3 separate regions of the Sus scrofa genome follow, and regions 1 and 3 are each linked to region 2. The links are chromatin contacts, called in public HiChIP or PLAC-seq maps. All regions are on one chromosome and are shown on one strand. The core of a region is the stretch at or near the end of the contact, and the rest is flanking DNA. Distances in the headings are between cores, read along the strand shown.

What was found. HiChIP or PLAC-seq counts read pairs in DNA pulled down with a chosen protein or histone mark.
Region 1: a contact with region 2 is called in an H3K27ac HiChIP or PLAC-seq map of alveolar macrophages. The contact joins the promoter of RC3H1 here to the promoter of SUCO in region 2. A contact is called at or near these places in 1 of 5 promoter capture datasets (liver) and 1 of 2 datasets of contacts at active chromatin or transcription factors (alveolar macrophages).
Region 3: a contact with region 2 is called in an H3K27ac HiChIP or PLAC-seq map of alveolar macrophages. The contact joins the promoter of ZBTB37 here to the promoter of SUCO in region 2. A contact is called at or near these places in 3 of 5 promoter capture datasets (fetal liver and liver) and 2 of 2 datasets of contacts at active chromatin or transcription factors (alveolar macrophages and skeletal muscle).

The regions. Positions count from the first base shown.
Region 1 is chr9:116,290,070-116,294,373 of Sscrofa11.1, forward strand. It overlaps RC3H1 (roquin-1), which reads right to left and starts at 2,386. Exons shown (of 20, transcript XM_005656721.3): 1 at 2,088-2,386.
Region 2 is chr9:114,915,693-114,919,912 of Sscrofa11.1, forward strand. SUCO (SUN domain-containing ossification factor) reads left to right here and starts at 1,265. Exons shown (of 25, transcript XM_003357538.4): 1 at 1,265-1,683. The coding sequence starts at 1,622. LOC102164985 (a long non-coding RNA gene) reads right to left here and starts at 1,104. Exons shown (of 3, transcript XR_001299035.2): 1 at 779-1,104; 2 at 225-593.
Region 3 is chr9:116,147,133-116,151,120 of Sscrofa11.1, forward strand. ZBTB37 (zinc finger and BTB domain-containing protein 37) reads left to right here and starts at 2,102. Exons shown (of 5, transcript XM_013989614.2): 1 at 2,102-2,205; 2 at 2,849-3,049. It overlaps LOC110255511 (a long non-coding RNA gene), which reads right to left and starts at 2,001. Exons shown (of 11, transcript XR_002335927.1): 1 at 1,866-2,001; 2 at 1,129-1,181; 3 at 667-941; 4 at 326-357; 5 at 1-2.

The DNA.
Region 1 (4,304 bases), core at 1,136-3,635, 1.4 Mb after region 2:
TCAATTGGAATAAACACTGATATTGAAGACATGACAATTCAGACATGCCATCTTAAAATAGTCTGAATTCCCTTAAGATTTTTCAATATTAAACAGAAATTGGGACCTAGACGTAACAATTGTTAGGTCAGCATCTAATTTCAAACACAAAACCTTAACTACGTAAAAAATCTTTGTTGTCAAGAAAATGATAAGGATGAGGCAAATTAGTCCTTGATACAACGTAAGATTTGTTTTCACAACAAAGCACACTGATCACTTATAATTTACAAACTCATAACTCACAATGGTTCTAATAGGTTTAGAGTAACAATAAACTTAAATATCATTATGATAGTTTATTTGCATTCTTCTAGTCCTAAAAAATTCAGCAAAAAACCCCCCTGATTGAATGATTAAATCATCACTTTGAATACTTAAAAGCCCTTTCTGAAATTTATTCCCAGAAAATTCACACCAGAAAGACATGTGAAAGTAGTCCTTTACCCACTACCTAAAAAGTCAAAACATCCACATTATTTAAGCTAGATATAAGATGAAAGTCATTTATATTCACTCATTAGACTTCAATCCTAAACAATAAAAAAATAGAACAAAATAGTGTAACCTCCACGTTTATTCAATTGCTAGTCTATTTACTGTCAACTCTTGTGGAAGAACTAAGGACAAGTGCCACTCGTTAAACTTCATATAACCTGAAAAGACTCTGAATTACAACAGACATGGACAATTCGAATTAAAAAATTTACCCTAAAGGGTAAAAGATATTAACTGGCATCTCTGCACAGCACAGGACCATGCAATTGAATGTTAAATAGTGGAAAGCAGTCTTTTGGATGCATCCAAACAATTTTAATATAAATTTCTGCACACCTTGAGAAATTTTCCCCATTACTTGGAAATGTTCATGATAGAGGCCTTGAGAAATTAAGTTTAGGAGAAATAGTAGCTAACTGCTGAAGTTTTCAAACACCACTATGCAGGGCAACTGTAATGAGGAGCTATCTCTTGATAAGATTAAACCTTCAAAGCAGAACAGTTGCTCCTAGTTTTTGAAAATTATTTAGAGACATAAGAAATTCTAGCCTAGAGACTTCTGTCTCCCAAAGAAACGCTTCACTAGGTCCATTTTATGCTAGTTAACGTTGCTTGTTATGCAGCACATTAATAATTCAAAAACAGTCCCTTTGAAGAAAAGTTCTATTCAAGCATTACAATTTGTCTTCGCGTAGCACTAAGTGGCTTTGTTTCCAGTTTCAGGGACTATTCTGGGATGTCAAGAGTTATATTATTTACTGCTCCAAAAGAGCCCTTGTTTCACTCTCACCCAGGACATAGGCAAAACTGATGTTTAGAGACAATTGATACCCAGAAGTGTTTAAAGAGGATCATCCTTTGGCTCTCTCTAGCTCTCGTCGAAAATCACATCTACCTTGTAGGTTTGTTTTTGTTGCACCAAAAATATTTTTTGAAAGACACCTGCAAACATAACCTTCCTATCACCGCCGGGAAGAAAGACTATCAGGCTCAATCTGCAGTAGCTCCAGGGAAACAGACGTAGTAAAACCCAATGGGCTGAGGAAGGACAGTGCTTAAGGAGCAGAAGGGAGCTCCCGAGGTGCAGGGAAGCAGAGGCGGCGCCTGTTTACAGACGCCTTCACCTTCCCCACCCCCACAGACTGAGGGTCCAAAAAGCATTTCCCGTGCTCACCCGCCTCCCGGCCGAGGCCCTCGGACTAACAGAGAGGCTGAGCAGCCCTGCGGCCCCCTCCCTCAGGCCGGAGCCTCCCTCGACCTCCCTCGTCCAGGGCGGCGTCTGCACCTCCCCACGGCCTACTCACCCCGCCAGGCCCTTCCGGCGGCACGCGGAGGCCTGAGGCCTAAAGGACGCCGGACACTGACAAGGCCCCCCCCACCCCGCCGCCGCCGGCGGGGCCTGAGGCGGGGCGGGCGAACGCTACGGCCGAGGAGCCGAGGGCGGCGGAGGACAGCTTCTACCCCGCCGCGGCTGCCTATTGTTCCCGACCGAGGCCTGGCCGTGGCCGCCCCGCTCCCCACGCCGCCGCCGCCGCCTGCCGCTCGCTCACCGCGCTGATCCGAGCAGCAGCTCCTCTCAGCTCCGAGTCCCCGCGGCCGTTGCCACCGCCGGGGCAGCCACCGCCGCCGCCGCCGCCACCGTCGACTCTGACTCTGTCCCAGGCCGCCGGGCCACGGCCGTCGCTGCTACCGCCAGCGCCGCCTCCGGCTTCCCACCTGCTGCTGCTGAGGCTGCTCCTGCAGCAGGGGCCATCTTGTTGGTCTGCCTCCTCTTCCTCCTCCTCCTCCGCCCCCGCCCGGTCGCTCGTTGTCCTCGCCCCCTTCCTCTTCCTCGGGCTCCGGCCCGCCCCAGAGACTGGGGCGGAGACGAGGGAGAGGCTCCTCCCTCCGAAGGCGGGGCAAGAGGAGGGCGGGGCGGGCGCCGGAGCAAAACTCTGAGTCACCGGCCGCCAACGCCCCGGAGGGAGGGTGGCGACGCTCGCTGCCTGCTTCCGGAGCGCACCCACGCCCTGAGCCGAAAAACTGGTCCACCAGCGCCTTGGAGCCCAGCCGGGCAAGAGGCCAGACAGCGAGGGTGAACTGCAAAATTTCTGAGGTTTCCAGCCAATCCCGTGCTTACCTCTACGCCCTTGGCTTTCTCAGCTCCTCCCTATACTGTTGTTTCTTTTTCACCTCTCTCATCCACCCCAGGAGAATTTGTTCTTATCTCATTTTATCATGGTTCTTGATTAACCAGCTTGGCCCTGGTCACTTTTCTCACAGAGCTCCCAAAGAGTTCAGGCTCCCAACAGGTCTAAACCACCCAAAGGCCAGACATTCACGGCCCCAAAATGTCTCTCCAGACCTGTGTGACCAGTGAAGAGCTGTCTAAGGGAGGACAGAAAAAAATTGGGCCCATAGAAGAGCTCTTGGATCTAAAAGTTAGTCATGCGATATTGAAAATTTCTTCTCTCAAGGAAAACAAGGCATTTTGATTTGGGATAATGGGAGACCACTTCAAGATGATTCAGTTTAGCCAAATACTTGCTTTTAAGAAAGGAGAGAAATGTGAGTTCCCTTGTGGTGCAGCAGGTTAAGGAGCCATCATTGTCACTGAAGTGGCTTGGGTCACTGCTGTGGCGTGGGTTCAATCCCTGGCCCAGGAACTTGTCACATGCAGGAGGGAGAGAGAGAAATGGAATTCTTTTCATACCATACATCCTAACTTCAAAATAAATCATCTGGAAGAGAGGAGAGAGATGGTCCTTAAAAATAAGCACCCAGTCAATATTTCTCTGCATTATCATGTTCTTTTCTTTTTACTTCAGGTCTTGGTCAAGGGAGCAGAAATTTTTGCTTTCCAGTCCTTTCTTCATTGCATATATCACCAATACCAAGAGAAGTACTATATTTAAAGAAGCTCCTGACTTTAAGGTAATAAACCAAATCACTATAAAAGATAGCGTTTTTATATTATTTGTAAATATATCACACACCTTCCTAAACTCTGAGCAGGGAAGTTCTTTTTAGTTGCTAACACCCTCTTGCTACACAGATTTCAGCTTCTTTTCAGAAGATCCATTGATGTCTTTCAACTGATTGGAATTTCCTCTCTTTGAAGTGGGCTAGGTCTCTAAGCATCTCTTCAACCCCTTAAATAGTGGTCGCAGTCCTACAATGAGCAAACTTGTAGCTACCATGGGAGGATTAGGTTAGTGTGTGCTAATCTAAAGTCTATCTCTTGGATAGCCTTTCCCTTCTCCAGCCAGGCCTCAGTCCCCTGCTGGGGAAAACAGATTAATCCGTTCCTCCAGTTTTTCCTCCTCCTCCCTTCTCACTACTAGGGAACCTTCCACAACAGAAGGTTTTAGCGGCTGTTGCTAGGCAAACATGCCAACTTCCCTGTCTAGGTGAAACAAGTAACCCAACTTCATAAATCAACATAGATATTTTAATTTCTTTGAACTATTAATAGTTGCATTTCAATTGGTAGACCTTCTTCACAGTTCCCTTAAAAATATGATTTTTAAGTTAAATTTATTTGTATTTCATAAATATTTCAGTTAAAAATATGTTTAAAATGGAGGAGCATCCCAAAATTCATTTTAATGATGTAATGAAACAGAAACATTTGGCAGGAAAAGGAGAAAAGCAGATTTGAGGAAACAGGGGTTTTCAATAAAAACTAATCTATAAAAGGTCCTTTATATGCTTTGAACTCCCCAGTTAGGCTAAATGTATAAGATACAGAGAATAATTTATCACTTGAGACTAAGTCTATTTAGAAG
Region 2 (4,220 bases), core at 15-2,514:
CTGGAGAAGATAGTTGAGTTTCCCACAGCCAAGACAAAAAGGGAAACACCATTGAGTTATATTTTTGCATCTTATTTTAGAAAAGAAATATCCCTCGGTAGCGACTAACTCTCTTCTTAGTGTCAAGAGTCTGAAACAAATATATCACCAGAGATAGAAGAAGGAACACATTAGGCCAGAGGCCAGACGTCTTCTTCCTTAAACAGAAGCTAGTGCCCACTTACGAGAGTTATGTCAAGAGGCGCTTGGGAAGAAAAGCAGTCAAGCATTTTGGACTTTCAGGCAGAGGGTCCCTAAACAAGCTTCTGAGAGATCTTTTAGGGGCCTCCGTGACATAAAAATCTGGGGTGGGCACATTGCTCTTTTTAAAGGTTGAGAGGCGATCACTTTTTTGGACTGCAGCAATAGACGCATGTACACGACCATCTTCCCGTTTTCGGTGAAACCCAGGACTTGGTGCTCTCCCAGCAAGAGCGGCAGTTTCCCGTTCTGGCCCCACCGCAGCAGAAGCAAAGTACGAATCCCAGAGAATAGTGACCCAGGGAGCAGATCCCAACAGAGGAATCCAGCCGGCGGGGAAATTCTCCAGGAGGCTGAAAAAAAGCGAAAGACTCTTCACTTCAGCCAATCAGATGAGAGGAAATCTTGCCGCACTCTTCCCCCTCCTCCCCGCCCCCGGCTCCCGCCAACCAATCAGCATCTAGCTTGATGGGCCCGCCCCACTGACACCGGGAAAACGCCTTTTAAATTGTATTGGTATAGTTTTACCCCGTCATACTCAGCCTTTCCACGAAGTTTGGTAAAAAGAGGCAAACTGAGTGTAAATTGAAAGCTGGTCAGTCTTGCGGTGAGAAAGAGAAACTACACACATTTTCATCAAAACAGTGATACTAGGAGGGACAGGGAAAGGGAAAGGCGGATTCCTGAAGGAAAACTACAACTCCCAACGGCCCTTGCGCTGACTCGACGCGCCCTGGGCGAGGGGGCGGGACACGGTAGGAAGAAGGCTGAGGGTCAGGAGACTCCTCTCGGACTTCCTGAATTGGGCGGGATTTGAGGTGGGCGGGGCGTCGGCAACCTCGGCTGTCGCGCTTTGTGTCCTCCCACAACGGGCTTATCCGCTTGAGACGTCGGAGGGGGCGTGGCCCGCGCGGAGCCTGGTGGGTGTGAGAGCGCCGCTGGACGTGGGTGACGCGTCTCCTTCCAGCTCAGCGGTGTGTGAGGTGTCGCGGCCCTGCTGGCGATTGGCTGTTGAGAGGCGAGTACGCTGCGGCCGTTGGTCGCCGGCAGCACGGAGCGAGAGCCGGGGAGGGCTGGGGGGATATGGGGCGGCAGTGGCGGCGGCGGCTGGAGGAGGCGGGCGCGGACGAGCCGGCGGCCGCGGCAGCAGCGGCAGACCCCGGAGTCTTCCTGTGAAGCGCCCCCGTCGGCGCCCCCGTGGGCCACTGAGAGAGGGCGGCTAGCGCGCGAGCTGCTCAGGAGCTGCTCCTCCAGCGCCGCAGCCCTTCGGACTCTCGGTTCCATCCTCGCTCTCCTGCTCCGGCTCCTCCATCTTGGCCTCGGCAGTGGCGGCTGCCGGGAGGATGTGCCGCCTTCTGGCAGGGGAAAGAAGGAGGAAAAGATGAAGAAGTACCGGCGGGCCTTGGCCCTGGTCTCCTGCCTCTCTCTGTGTTCTCTGGTCTGGTGAGTACCCGCGATAACTCGGGAGTTTCCCGAGAGAGGAGAGGGGGGCGAGGGAGCGGCCCAGGTCACACCCCCAAATCATCCTGGCTTTTAGGGTGCGGGTTTCTAAGGCTGCTAGAAAGCGACAAACCAATTACTCTGTGACTCTCCCGCGGACTGGCCTGGCAGCACTCTGTGCGGAGGTTATCACGGTGCATTTTGGAATTCACAGAAACTAAGTGGGAGAGAAAGGTGCCTAGGTGGTTTTGTACCTACCCAGTTACCCTGACGCTTGGAGACGGTGGAGTGTTCGGCTAGTCTTCAGATAAATGTGCTGTAAGTTTCTCGGGCTTAGTACCAGCCACTTGCCTTCATGGTGTGGTAAGGGCATTAAGCAAGTCGGATGTGATGGGTTCCCGAATTGTGATTTTAAAAACGTGACTTGTCATGAAGGTAGGTAGTATATGAGAACTAGTTCTTCTGGTCCTTTCTCGCCTGGTCTTTGGCCTCGGGCACACTTGGATACTTATGGGGGCGTTATGAAGCAATTCTTCAAGGAGTAGATAATAGGAAGTTGTTAGTTTAGTGGAGTGTCTTAGGTGTAGTGTGCATAGTGGTTTCTGGTGGTGTGGCTTGGATATTGTGCCTTAGTAATGTAAGGATAGTCCTGCCCTTTGAAGGCGGGAAGAGTGCTTTGTCTATAAAGTTTACGGAGTTTCTGTTAATCTCTGGCACAGAGATTTGAAGGGACAGAAAGAGCTTGTCAGTCAAAGGATCACTACCACTGTACTTGGAAAATCCATTTTGTCCTCCAAGGGAATTTCTTCAAAGATGTGTGATATTTGTGACCAAAAAGATGATTCTTCAGTTAAAAGTGATTTGCTGTTATATTAAAATCAAGATAAACTAAGTTTCTTGCTTAGTTTATTTCTGCAAAACGAACAGTTTTTTCATTTATGTAGGTGACTGATGGTTTCCAAAGACAGTGAAGTTGTTGCTAACATAAAATAGTATATAAATAAGAGGAAAAGAAAACACTTGCCTGGCTGAAGAATTTCGATTGGAAGATTGATAGACATTTTAGAGAACAAGAAATTTGGCCTCTTGCCTTCATTCCCAATGTTACCTCACCTTATACTTACTAAGTTGAAATGTGCATATAGATGAGTCCACTTACTTCATTTTAAATTTAAATTTGTACCTGAGGTATGGAAAACATTGTATTCATATCCACTTTTCTCTGGGGGCTGTTAAATTCTTTGTAGATTATGTATCTTTTCTTTATACTTTCTCCTTCGTTTTGCCCATCTTTAGACCATGTTATTCTTCATCACTTTCTGAATGGTTGATATGGCAAAGAGGTTACACTTTCCATTCAAGTTTTAAAAACACCAGGATCTCTGATTTTTTTTTAATTGAAATATATTTGACACATAACATTGTGTAAATTTCGGTGTACAACATGTTGATACATTTGTATATTGTGATATGATTTCCATTGTAGCAATAGTTAGCACCTCTATTGAGTCACAAAAATCTTAATTTCTGTATGTGATGGGAATAATTAAGATCTAATCTCCTAGCAAGTTGATAATTATCGTACAGTATTGTTGTGTTTATTCTCTACATTGTGATCTCCAGGACTTAATATATCCACCCTTAAACATGATTGTTCTTTTTACTTTATTTTATTTATTTTTTTCTTTTGTCTATTTAGGGCTGCGCCTGTGGCATTTGGAGGTTCCCAGGCTAGGGGTTGAATGGCAACTGTAGCTGCTAACCACAGCCACAGCAACATGGGATCCGAGCTGCATCTGTCACCGATACTACACCTCATGGCAATGCTGGATCCTTAACCCACTGAGCAAGGCCAGGTATCGAACTTGAGTCCTCATGGATACTAGTTGGGTTCATTAACCAATGAGCCATGATGGGAACTTCTACCTTTAAACATGGTTTTTAAAAACTTAATTGGATGGTGGTGATGAAATCAAACATTACAGTATGGTTTTTAAAATCATTTGTGGATTTAAATTAACCATGTGTTCTGTTACTTTGTTTAATTTCTGGCTGTCTTTTGCTTGAGCTAACCTCAATATGGTTTCTCAACTTTATTAGAAATTGTGAGGTTGTGACCTTTAAGGGGGAAAAAAAACCCAGCCTCATATTGAAAGTAGTAGTCCTAAAGTTCTGTAAAGTTTCTTGATTTCTACAGTGAAAAATCCATCTTAAGGGTTTAAGTAAATAGTAAAAAGTTTAGGAAACTTGCTTAAGAAATATTTGCGTTAGTCTGTTTTGAGGTTTGTTTGCACTGCCAAACTTAAAGACATTTTAAGTATTCTTTACTGAAGCCATGGAAAGGGATTAAAATAGGATATTAAAGCTTGAGGATTTTTTGGAAGGGTGATGATAAAAGGAATGGTGTGTGGTGATATGTTCTGTCTTTTGAGACTTCTTCCATGGGAAATTAGAAAAATTATGTCACTGACTCAACTGGAGGTCTAGCTCTTGCTGTAATCTGGTCTTTTAGGTCATTTCTCAGCATCTCCCTTCTCCCT
Region 3 (3,988 bases), core at 852-3,351, 1.2 Mb after region 2:
ACCTAAAGAAATAAAGAGTGGTTTTACAGTAGTCAAAGATGAATTATTCCCCAGAAACCTAAAAAATGCCTGAAATCAGATAGAGCTAATATAAGACCTTCATGTTCAGTCAGTATACGCTTATCATCACACAGGCTGCTCTTCCAAAGCAATACACCTTACGGTAACAAGACAAGGATTTGGCCTTAATGCATTCAGCACTGTCCAAGCACTTCATGGTAGGATTGCTTCACGTGTATTAAAAGGCAGTCCTAAAAACCCATCAGAGGCATTCTGTCATCTTTGCCCAGTCACCAATGTTTAGTTCAATTACAATTTTACTTACCTCTTCACCTTTCAGCTAACTCTGCCTAGCACCTACAAAAATAGAAGTCAGATTAGAAGTGGTACTTTGCTTATGCTATTAGCCAAAGTTTTCCCAACCCAGATACTCAGTCATATGTTAACTCTTTCATGATTCAATCTGTTGAACTATGCAACCATCACAGTATCTGTTTCTTCAGATCCCCGCAAGTTAAGTATAAAACTAAGGTGCAGAATTTCAGGTTTGAAAAGGGGAGCAAAACGCTAATTTAACCATCAACATTGATTTGGTGATTTGTCAACCCCTAAAAATACAAAGAATTGGACAGCACTGGGTATATAGACTTTAAAAAGGTTTCTCACCTTTTTGCCCACAAATACAGTGTTAAGCTTGCGCTTTACAACCTGGGAAGAAACAGTTTCATGTAAGCTTAGGAGCAATTTCTATGTCCTCTAAACCACTGTTTTGTGTGCCTCAGTTAGAATAATGGTGGTAAGGATTCTCGTCATCCTCACTGTCAAGAGTAGCAAATAAAATGTCATCATTATGGCACAAAGGAATTGTCAACCTAACACCCCTGGTGGAGGGAATTTCTATAACTCACCCCAGCAGCGATTCTCATATCCTGGGCGCTTAGCTAGAAAACAAAGGAAATCTAATGAAACATACTGCGTTGCTAAGCTAACCATTAATATCTTAAGAATTTAAGCCTCAGAATTGAATTTTTCAGAAATTCCTTCTGCCCACTACTCTTTAACCATCATAGGCTTAACAAAAAAATCACCTAAGCAGATCCCATTCTTCTCCATTTAGCTGTTTCTTACCTGCCCATCAGAAGCCATCAAAAGCCACATTGCATTCATCCCTAGCACCATTCCTAGAAAAGATTAGGGATTTTCAAAATTAGATTTTTTTCTTTTGTATTTTCTTTTTTGCCACACATGCAGTATAGTGTCTGGGCATTCCTGGTCCGGGGATCGAACCTACGCGGCACAGCAGCAGCCAGAACCACAGCGCAGAGAATGCAGGAGCCTCAACCTGCTAGGCCATCAAAGAACTCCCAAAATTCGTTTTTTCCCCACATCTAATCATTGTCGTCTCCCCATCATGTTTGCAGGTCTTTTACTACACCACTCAAAATTTCACAGGAGCATTCTGAGGGCACTAAAATGCTGCAATGGGGAATGCAGCCATTTAGAGGCTCACGTGGCCTTACTGAGAGACGGGAAGAGGCAAGAGCAGAAGGCATTAACAGAAACCCGCTCGGCAACTCGGCAAGCACCGCCATCAGAGCCGTTGGCATTCATCAAGTCTCAGATGTCCCTACCAACACAGGCTTCATCAGAGGCAGGGCCCCGAGCCGAGGTTTTTCCGCAGTGCGACCCAACAAATCGAATACAAATCAGGCCACGCCGGCCACCCAAGGCGCACTGCTCCACCATTCTTATCTTCTGAGCCCTGCGAAGGCCTGCGACTGGCCTAAAAGGGACTGGCGATTTTAACTGCCAAAAACTGGAGGCCTCAGACCAAGAATTTACTTAAACAAAGAAAACACACTCACCAAGAGCCAACCCGCAGCCTCGAAAGACTGAGATGGCGCCCAGGCGCCAGTATATAAGGACTCTTTTCCGTGACGTCACGACGCATTCTCTCCGCCAGCATCCCTCTCCAGTCTTCCCCCTCCCTCAGTCTCCTCCTCCAACCGTAGCTCCTTTCCGTCCGCTAAGCTCCCCCCTGGCCCCACCTCTTGACCAGCTCCTGCTCGCCGTTGTGGGCGTGGACAGGCCGGCCACGTGACACAGAGCGCCCGCCCTCCTACCGACTGAGGAGGAAAAGAAGAGAGGGGAGGGGGCGCGAGGGACGGAAAGCGCTGGGGGAGGGGGGAGAGGGGCGGTGTAAGGGTGAGTGATTTCCTTCCGGCACGTAGCCCGCTCTGGGGGAGGGGGTGGGGGGTTTCACTTCCGGGACGGTGTTCCGGCCCATTCCGGCCCATTTCCACCCCCGGAGGTAGGTGCTGCTCCTTAACTGGGCTCGGGCCTCGCAAGCGGGTCCTGCTGCCCTGCATTGGGGCCGGTTCGCCTGGTCTCCGCCACAGCGTACTCCTGGGGCGTTCAGCCACTTCCCTCCTACCCCGCCTCAAGGCACCGGGAGACCTTCCACCCTCTTGGCCCCGGGCCGGGCTGAGCTGCCGGACCCGCCCCCTCGGCGAGCCCCTCCCTCAGGACCCCGGGATGGGCGGCCCCCTCCCCCACGGCAGCCCGGACACACCCAGATACACACACCCACCTCTGGGCAGCTCCCCGCCCGCCTACGCCTACCGCCTGGATCGGGTCCCTGGGCGCCGCCCCCTTCCCGGTCCTTTACCCTCACCTGATTGCTCGCTCCCCTGCCCCACGCACGCCTTGCTCCCCTTTTCGCTTCTGGTCCTTGGTGGCATTTCTATCTTCTGCTCGTTTCCCCTTCCCCGTCTCCTAAAGGCGACGAAAGCCACTCAAGTACCAGAGTGGCCAACCCCATGCGGTTCCCTATTCTCCCTCTTTACAGCTGTCACCCCTCCAGTGCCGACGATAGAGAAAGACCTTACTTACTCCAGGGGCTTCCTCCTCACTGGGGAATTGCCGGAAAGAGCAAACAAAAAAGGCGCTGGTGTAGGCTCCAAAATAAACATCTGAATTCATGATGGCATCGACAGAGGCTCTTATTGGATTAAAAGTTTCAAAACAAACCAAAACGCTTTGGAAAAAGGTCAGATTGGCTAAAGTTGGTTCTCAGAAGCTGTGTATACACTTCCTATTTACTGATAAGTCTGTTGTAAATGCGGGGCAATACCGTGAGCTAGTCAGCATAAATTCCTGAAGTTTCAGGTCTTAGGTAACCATGTAATGTCTTCTAAATTTACGGATAAATGGAAACACGTTGAGCTCAAGTCAATGTCTTCTTTATGGGATTTATACAAACTACTCTCAACCAGTGAAGACTATTGGATGCGGTTACAGGCTTAATGGTTCAGCTATTTTAAAAAATCTTTTAATGTAAAAATACTGGCCATACATGATGAATGCTTTGTTACTTGTATTTTATTAACAGCTTTGGGGAACTAAATTTCAGAATCAGAGTGTCGTTACCACCCTGAAATCTCCAACTTTGAATTTAGATAGAGGCAGGTTTACCTACCCTTTCCTAATCCTAAATGTGACCTTCTTCAAGTTCTCTGCATCTTCTTTTCTTTTCTTTTTCTTTTTCTTTTTTTTTTTGGCTGCACCCGCTGGCATATGGAAGTTCTCAAGATGGGGAACAAACCCATGCTACCACAAAGACAACCCTGGATCTTAACATGCTGCACCACAGCAGGAACTTCCAAGTTCTCTGCATTTTGAGTCCTGACACAGCTTGGCATTTTTCCCAACCTAGAGTTTGCCTCCCAGTCCTAAACCCAAATCCTTTTTGTTGGGGCTCTGACTTTTCAGTTTAGAAATAATGGCTTACATTCATGTGGGATATTCATCACTTTTTAAAATAATAAACATAACCCATGTAGCATCTAGTAAAGTATTAAGAAAAGGGATGTCTCATCAGCCCATCTGTGAATAATTAACATTATTTAAAAAGCTGTCTTTCTTTCTACAAAGAAAAATTGTCACTGGATTTTATATTGTGTGCAAATACCTTATGATTAACACTTAA